Regions from separate parts of the Macaca mulatta genome. Here regions 2 and 3 are each linked to region 1. The links are chromatin contacts, called in public Hi-C maps. All regions are on one chromosome and are shown on one strand. Each heading gives the region's core, a stretch centred on a gene start, on an enhancer-like site or on the middle of the called end of the contact. The rest is flanking DNA. Distances are from core to core; before and after follow the strand shown.

Evidence for each region. A called contact is a pair of places that touch in the nucleus more often than the background predicts.
Region 2: a contact with region 1 is called in a Hi-C map of fetal cortex germinal zone, with 2.3 times the contacts expected there. The contact joins the enhancer-like site here to the promoter of TIMP3 in region 1. A contact is called at or near these places in 3 of 14 Hi-C or Micro-C datasets (cortical neurons, fetal cortex germinal zone and liver).
Region 3: a Hi-C map of blood shows a contact between it and region 1, with 4 times the contacts expected there. The contact joins the enhancer-like site here to the promoter of TIMP3 in region 1. A contact is called at or near these places in 4 of 14 Hi-C or Micro-C datasets (CD4 T cells, blood, fibroblasts and 1 more).

Annotation. Positions count from the first base shown.
Region 1 is chr10:18,698,704-18,701,514 of T2T-MMU8v2.0, reverse strand. TIMP3 (TIMP metallopeptidase inhibitor 3) reads left to right here and starts at 1,380. Exons shown (of 5, transcript NM_001032956.1): 1 at 1,380-1,542. The coding sequence starts at 1,422. All of the region lies in intron 6 of SYN3 (synapsin III), which reads right to left.
Region 2 is chr10:18,514,495-18,517,305 of T2T-MMU8v2.0, reverse strand. The region is part of intron 2 of SYN3 (synapsin III); the gene reads right to left. Among named protein-coding and RNA genes, the nearest start is that of SYN3, 67 kb to the right of the region's middle. Within about 2 kb of position 1,450, at least 6 of the 40 cell types and tissues checked have an H3K27ac peak or open chromatin away from gene starts, as enhancers often do. A contact at or near this core is called in fetal cortex germinal zone, where this site is marked.
Region 3 is chr10:18,846,352-18,849,162 of T2T-MMU8v2.0, reverse strand. All of the region lies in intron 6 of SYN3 (synapsin III), which reads right to left. Among named protein-coding and RNA genes, the nearest start is that of TIMP3, 150 kb to the right of the region's middle. Within about 2 kb of position 1,387, at least 2 of the 40 cell types and tissues checked have an H3K27ac peak or open chromatin away from gene starts, as enhancers often do.

The sequences.
Region 1 (2,811 bases), core at 131-2,630:
AGTAATTGTGTTAGTTATTTGCAATCATCCATTATAGTTAGTCATCTAGGATCCTGGATCATTCTCCTGGTTTTACTAGAGTTTTGGATCAGCTCACCCCCAAATCCCTTGCTGAAGGGTGGAGCCCTGTCAGCCATGGGCGGGGAACCACTTCCTCTTGCCTTTCTACTTTCTGTCTTCCAAACATGCCCAGGGCCTTTGCACCTGCTGTTCCCCCTGCCTGGTACCTCTCTCCTGTGGCTTGCCCCATAGCTGATCCTTCTCTTTGTCCACTTCTCAGCGAAGATGGCACTTCAGGGAGCCCTTCCCTTGCTGTTGCAGAGAGAGCAGCGCCCTCCCCAGTCACGTCCAACCCTGAACTCTGTTTTGTTTTCTTCATAGCCCTAGCATCATAGAAAATCACCCTGTGCATTCGTTGATGTGCACGGGGGCAAGGGCTTTGTGTTGCTTAACCCAGCATCCTGAACCGTGTTTGCTGAATCAATACAGAACCCCGTTTGCTCTGGGGGAGCATAGAAAAACAGTCTTCTATCATGTATCATAGCCAGCTGCAAAAGGCAGATGGCTTCCCATATCCCAGAGAGTAAGAACGAGAGAGAAAGAGAGAGACAGAGACAGAGAGAGAGAGAGTGTTTGGGTCTTCCTCCTCTGTCCCTGCTCGGGGTAGCAGTCAGCATTCCCCCACTGGTTCCACCAGGCTCAGTCAAGGTCTCTAGGACATGGCCACCCCTGACCTGTGTAAACGGTCCTGCTGGGGTGGGTGGGTGGTAGTTCGTTCTGGTTTGGGTCAGAAGCACCCAGTGGCCCAGGTGAGCGTGGGGAGAGGGCACAGACGAGAAGGGGCACGAGGGCGCCGCTCGGAGGACCCAGCTGCAAGCACCGGTCCCGGGCGCGCCCCAGCCCACCCACTCGCGTGCCCACGTCGGTATTATTCCCTATAAGGATCTGAACGGTCCGGGGGCGGCCCCGCCCCGTTGCCCCGTGCCCCCGGCCCCGCCCCCTTTTTGGAGGGCCGATGAGGTAATGCGGCTCTGCCATTGGTCTGAGGGGGCGGGCCCCAACAGCCCGAGGCGGGGTCCCCGGGGGCCCAGCGCTATATCACTCGGCCGCCCAGGCAGCGGCGCAGAGCGGGCAGCAGGAAGGCGGCGGGCGCTCAGACGGCTTCTCCTCCTCCTCTTGCTCCTCCAGCTCCTGCTCCTTCGCAGGGAGGCCGCCCGCGGAGTCCTGCGCCAGCGCCGAGGCAGCCTCGCCGCACCCCATCCCGTCCCGCCGGGCACTCGGAGGGCAGCGCGCCGGAGGCCAAAGTTGCCCCGCACGGCCCGGCGGGCGAGCGAGCTCGGGCTGCAGCAGCCCCGCCGGCGGCGCGCACGGCAACTTTGGAGAGGCGAGCAGCAGCCCCGGCAGCGGCGGCAGCAGCGGCAATGACTCCTTGGCTCGGGCTCATCGTGCTCCTGGGCAGCTGGAGCCTGGGGGACTGGGGCGCCGAGGCGTGCACATGCTCGCCCAGCCACCCCCAGGACGCCTTCTGCAACTCCGACATCGGTAAGCGCTCCTGGTGCCCCGCCCGAGCTCCAAGCTGCAGCCGGGACTGCAGCGCTGCTTAGGGAGGCAGGGCGAGCCCCACTCCTTTCCTCTGCCCCAGGAGAGGGGCAAATGGGGTTGGGACGGAGTGGAGAAACTCGATGTCCTTGGGCGGGGGCGCTGGCATAACTGAGAGGGGAAGATGCCCTGCGGAGGAGGCTCACAGTGGCTGAGTGAGCCCCTGGCCGCCTTTGCTTTCCTAACTTAGGGCGTGGGGTTCCTACTGGTCCTTTTGACATCTGGAAAATGTCCCCATTCACTACTAACGAGGAAGGGCTAGAAGAGAAGGGTGAGGAAAGGGTGGGTTCCCCAAACTTGGAATACTAACTAAAGTGCTGGGAAATTGAATAGTTTAAAAAAAAAAAAAAAGTTGCCAGCCATGTGCACGGAAAGTTGCAGGAGAAACTCGGAGTACTCTGAGTCTGCATCATCGCCTGCGCCCATGAAATTCATTCTTTTCACTGAGACCCAACCCAGCTGCAGGCTTCCCAAGCAAGCGCTAACTGAGCTTCTGGGACTGCCAAGTTTGGGTGGATTTAAGGGGGAAAATGAGGAGAAAGCTGTGGCGTTGACCCACCCCCTGGAGGCACTGTGTTTGAGAGTGCTGATAGCCAGCAGAAGGTGGCGTGTGAGAGGGGTCACTTACCACATAGCTGTGAAAATTCACAGGAAGGCTATTTTTTTTTTCCTTGAATGCTTGTGGGGAGGGGGAGAATGGGCAGTGGAAAACAGATTTGTCACCAAAAGAACAAAGCTGCCAAGGGGTCACATCACGGTGACAGTTCCAGACTGGACTTAGTGTCTTGAGTAGAGAGACCCTGTAAAGAGTAGACCTCCTACTCCTTAGCGTGTATGGAGGGCCCCGAGAGCATCCTGGGAGGCTTGTCTGGGAGTGTTTGGGACAGTCGTGTTTGGATGGCCAAAGGCGGAGTGGCATCTGGGAAACATTTCTCTCCTCCTTTCCAGCCCATAAAGTGTGCAAGTCCAGTGGCCCTCCTGGGAGAGTGTGTGTGTTTACGCGCTGGGCTGGGCGGTGGGGTGGGACAGCCTTGCCGCCCTCTGCCTGTGTCGATTCAGAGGTGAAGAATGGAGCGTGTGTGTTTTAAGTACAGTCATAAAGGAGAAGGAAATTTTCCACTGAGTCTTGGGTGAGGGACTCTACCAGTGTGTTGTGGTGAGGAGGGGGAGGAGGCAGGAGCTTGGCAGGGGAGACAGTGGAGGCCAGGAGGG
Region 2 (2,811 bases), core at 201-2,700, 180 kb after region 1:
GGAAAAGTAATATACTAAAAAGTAATTCATACCAAGGTGCAAGTGACTAATATCTGATCATTCCAGAAAAGGGTTTTTGATGGCATAAGGAAGATAAGGGGATCATGGGGATATTGTGTGTCTTGTTTGGCAAGGGAATGTGGAGCCTGTCAAGGTGAAAAGTGCAGAGCACCAAAAGAGAGGCTAAGAGCATTTATTATCTATTCATCCACCCAACTACCCATCCATGAATCCATCCAACCATCCATCCATCCATCCATCCATCCATCCATCCATCCATCTATCCATCCATCCATCCACATATTCATCCATCCATGCATCCATCCATGCATCCATCCACCCACCTACCCACCCATCCACCCATCCATCCATACATTCGCCCATCCATCCACATATCCATCCATCTAGGATATACTATATTCTCAGCACTGTGTTAGATAGGCCCTTGAAATTGCACTGAACAAAACAGCCCCCTTGCCATCCTGGTTTTTACTGTCTAGCCAGGAGATAGTCCCAGAAGAGGAACTAGACCAAATAGTTACTCTGACGCCTGTCTTCTTTATCAGAAGTTGCTAACTAGTAGACCTCATAGAATCCACAGTCTTGTTTTGTTGCACTTAAATTGTATAATTTTACTTTTAAAATAGAACATTCGCTAGCAAGGTGACTCACGCCTGTAATCCCAGTACTTTGGGAGACTGAGGTGGGCGGATCACTTGAGGTTGGGAGTTCGAGACCAGCCTAGCCAACATAGCGAAACCCCATCTCTACTAAAAATACAAAAAAAAAATGGCCAGGCGCAGTGGCTCACGCCTGTAATCCCAGCACTTTGGGAGGCCAAGGCAGGCAGATCACAAGGTCAAGAGATTGAGACCATCCTGGCCAACACAGTGAAACCTTGTCTCTACTAAAAAAATACAAAAAATATTAGCCGGGCGTGGTGGTGTGTGCCTGTAGTCCCAGCTACTCAGGAGGCTGAGGCAGGAGAATTGCTTGAACCCAGGAGGCGGAGGTTGCAGTGAGCCAAGACAGTGCCACTGCACTCCAGCCTGGGCGAGAGTGAGACTCCGCCTCAAAAAAAAAAAAAAAAAAAAAAAATTAGCCCGGCATTGTGGTGCACACTACTGGGGAAGCTGAGGCAGGAGAACAGCTTGAACTCAGGAGGCAGAGGTTGCAGTGAGCCGAGCCTGCACCACTGCACTCCAGCCTGGGTAAGACAGTGAGACTCCATCTCAATAATAGTAATAATAATAATAATAATAGAACATTCATATAAAAATTCGTATCTCTGACTTTTCTTGAAAATCAGTAACTCAACAACACCAGGCCCTTATTCCCATATGGCAAAAACTGGCTGCATGGCCTGCAGCTGCTGCCTCAGAGGAGGCATCAGTTCTCACACCCAACACAGTTCCCAGTGCTCCCTGTCATCTCTGCAGCCAAAGCCAAGTGGCAGACATCATCTGTCATAGAGCCTATGCTGCTGCTTTTCTTATAGCAGGGAAATATTTCTCTATGCCTGTGCTTTTTCCTACCACCTGCCCCTTCACTCACAGACTGATTTGTCCCCTCTGAGCAGCTGCACAGGCAACCCCTAATTTCGCTAAGCCTATTCTGAAGATGGCAATTAGCTCAGCGCAAATCTTCAGGAAACCCGCACTCTTGTCCCTCCTGCAAACCCAGGGCAGGAAGTCAGGAAAATGGAAATGAAGCACCATCCCTTCTCCTGCCGTCACAGATGGCTTCTCTCCTGTCGAAGATGCACGTCCCAGGCAGGCCTCCACAGGCCCCAGGGCTTCCTAGACGTTCTGTAATGAGGCTGGCATCTGCCCAGAGCCCTGCCTCCCCCAGGGCAAGGCTGTAACTCAGGCAGAAATCAACTCCACCCCAGGAGTAGCTATTGCTCAAGAAGACTCGTGCATCCGAGGGACTCTTTGGAAAGAAGGTCACTTGGAGGGCCTGGGCCAGAAAGCCAGGTTGTGGAGGATAAAACACGACTCACAAGTGAAATGCTGAAACTCCTCAGAGTTTGCCCAAGGCAAGGGCATGAGAAGTGACTAGAGAAGACATCAGAGAGAAAATAAAAGGTTTCAAGTCCGAGCTTCCTTTTTAAAGGCTTGCAGCCTGACCCCTTCATGGTCTAAGCCCCATTATTTTTCCCAAATGGGTAGCCAAGCTGTGTCTGAACACCTGCACGTGATGGGGAGCTCATTGCCTCACCCGGTAGCCCACTCAGTCTCTGGATGACTTGGTCAATTAGATGAATTTTCTGTATATTGAGCTGAAATATGTCTCCCTCTTTGTTTTCCCCCATTGGTTCCAGTTCTACCAGGTGGGAGTCTCACGAAACAAGTCCTCTAGCTGGGGGATTTCTAAACTTGGCTTTACATCATTTAAAAAATTCATCTCAGCCAGGCATGGTGGCTCACGCCTGTAATCCCAGCACTTTGGGAGGCCAAGGCGGTTGGATCACCTGAGGTCAGGAGTTCAAGACCAGCCTGACCAATACAGTGGAACCCCATCTCTACTAAAAATACAAAAATTAGCCAGGGGTAGTGGTGGGCATCTGTAGTCCCAGCTACTGGGGAGGCTGAGACAGGAGAATTGTTTGAACCTGGGAAGCGGTGGTTGCAGTGAGGTGACATCACTCCATTGCACTCCAGCCTGGGTGACAGAGCGAGACTCCATCTAGGGAAAAAAAAAGAAAGTTCATCTCCTGAGCTCCAATCTAGATATTCTGATTCCATCATTGCAGGGGGACATCTCAGTGTGGCCTGTACTGTATCCATTCTGCCTTCTTCTGGTAACAGC
Region 3 (2,811 bases), core at 138-2,637, 150 kb before region 1:
ATGGTGCTAGGAGATATGGGGGTGCAAGATAGAGAGAACCCTTGCTATTGTTCTGGCTGATCATACGCAGTAAGTGATCCTATTGAACATCCATTCTCTGAGCACCCATTACCTCCTGGATCTGCTGCTAGAGGCTATGAGAGGCATAGAGAAGATGAAGATACGGTGCCTGCTCTAAACTAACTTTTCCTCCAAGTCCACCTCCTTAAGAGGAGACAGCCAGCTGAATGTGAACAGGAGGACTCCTTAAAAGGTAAAGATGCTTCTTTTCCTCATTACCTATAACATTAGTCAAGTAAGTAGCCGTGTCAAACCTGGTTTCTTTTGGGCATGGCTTCCGGGTCAACGCGTCTCTGACACTTGCCCCAGATGCAGCAGTTGCGCAGTGGACACGGCTCCGTGCGCCCACCAGGTGGCGGCATTCTAGCATATTCCCCAACATCTGGGGTCATTGAGAAACAGCACCTTGTGTTGGTGGAGAGACCACTTCATCTCTAATCCAGGGCCCATTCATATTGATCTTCTGGAAAGTCCTGGGGTTAGGGGGCTTGCGGGGGAAGGAATGGTGGTTGTGCAAAGGAAAATGGTGCTAAATGCTCCATCCAACAAACCGGTCTGGCTGCCTTCTGGAGCTCCCCTTGTCCCCAAGTCTGCGTCTGCTGATAAATTTGCATCATTACTTATTTACTTGTCATTCTCTTTTGTCCAGTTGGCACCATGTCTATTTCCTCTTGGAATCCATGGTGCCTACACAGAGTCTGACCCAGAGTAAGGAATACGGCTCTTGGTCGAAAAAAATGAAGCTTATTTTAAGCAAGAACTTAAAACAGACTCTCACCTAAGGACCACTACCCAGGTGAGGGCTTCTTGGTCCACTAACATCCTTGACCTCAAAGATGGAAATTGCAAGATGGGAGACTGAGAGCACCGTTCAAAGTTCCCTAATGTGAGCCATTGGAGAAATGGCTGGGATCAACTTTCCTATCTCTGCTCAAAAGATGTCAACCTTGTCCACATCAGCCAGGATGTCAAGGTGGAGAGGATAGAAATTCCGGATCTGGCTGAGTCTAGTGTCCACCAGAGAAAACTTTGGCCTTTAATCTGGGATTTTATATCATTTGCACCTCTAACAGAGAGAGAGAGAGGGGCATGAGTTGGGTCCACCAATTGGGACAAGCAGGTCCAACCTGCTTCTCTGCTGTCTTCAATTCCATTCAGACCCCTATGCCCTGCTGCCTAGCACCTCCACCTTCCCCCCTGGGGCTCCAGCAAAGAGGAAGGCAGTCAGAGCCACTCAAAGGGTCCAACCTCCTTGCATTCCAGCCCTGGTCAAAGTCAGCCCGGGAACAAGTGGAGAGCCCCTCTTGAAGGAAGTGATTCAGAAACCATGATGGCCTGGCGGCCCGCCGTGACTCACAGCACATCAATGGGGGAATTGTCTGTGGAAGCTGAGAATTCCAAAGCTCTTTTCTTTCCTTTCTTACTTTCTTTTTTTTTTCTTTCTTTCTTTCTTTTTGCCCTCCCCTTGGCGGCATTGTGCAACAGCAGGGCTGCCCAGAAACATGTGGTTTTCATCATTGGCTCCACAACTGCCTTAGAGCACAGTGGAGAAAATAAGATGGAGAGGGAACAGGATACAAGGGGACCTGTTGTGGTCAAGTGGGGTCCTTCTCTTTCACCCCACCTTTCTTGTCAACACCAGCATCCTCAAAGAGCATCTGGAACGGAAGGGAATAGAATTTTGGATCTGGGAGAAAACTTGGAGTATGTCTCATCCAATAACTCTATGTGCAGATGAGGAAACTGAGGCCTCAAGAGGGGATGTACGTGGCTTGCCAAATGTCCACAGCCAAGTTGCATCTTGCATCTTGCTGCAGCGACTGAATTTTCTTAGCCTCCAAGTCAGGAAATGTAGTTTGACAAAGGATACTTTTTTTCCATGGAATGTGACAGATGAAAAGTCATACCAAGTTTAGTTATAAATCTCTCCATTGTCCCTTTCCTCTTACCTACCAGTCTAGGGAGTCTGTTTTACCCAGAATCATCTGTGGGGTCACGTGCAAAATCTAAAGGTCTTTTTGCAGTTGTCATCTGATTGGCCATCTGCGTAGTGAAATTAACGTGAAATTAATGCTCATGGGTTTCTAGGTATTCCCCCTATGCATCCACTCCTACCTCTGTAATGTCTCCTTTTCAGCATTCTTTTCTCCTTCCCTGGCTCTCAGATGCCTTAGTTCTACAGGGCTTTCTTGTCTTATCTCATGTCCATGTTCATGGTTTCAGTGGCTATCATTCAGCTGAGGACTCCCAAATCTTATCTCTAGTCTGTTCATCATTCCTGAGCTACAGACGTGTACACACAGCTGCCTTCTCAGTGCCTTTCTTGGATTCCCCAGACGGAACTCATCATTTCCCTCTGCAGCTCTTTGACTACTTTGATTTTATTACCAAGTAACTATGGGACCAATATAGTTAGTGTTCCAAAGCACGTGCTTTGGCATCTTACTGACCTGGGCCTGAGTCCCAGATATGCCACTTAACTGGCTATGGGGCTTTGGCCAAGTTACTGACCTTTCCAAGTTCCTCATCTGTAAAATGGGGATAATAAAAATACCCACTTCATAAGGCTGTCATTACGAGGAAATGAGTTAATACAATAGCATTAGCACGATGCCTGGCACATAGTAAATACTCAGTTACTGCTAAGCTGTTATTTTTATTATGTACCTCAGCATCCTCCCGACTTGAGCCACACTGAATTCTTAGCATTTAAAATATTTACTGACCACATATGTGCTCCAAGCACTGTGC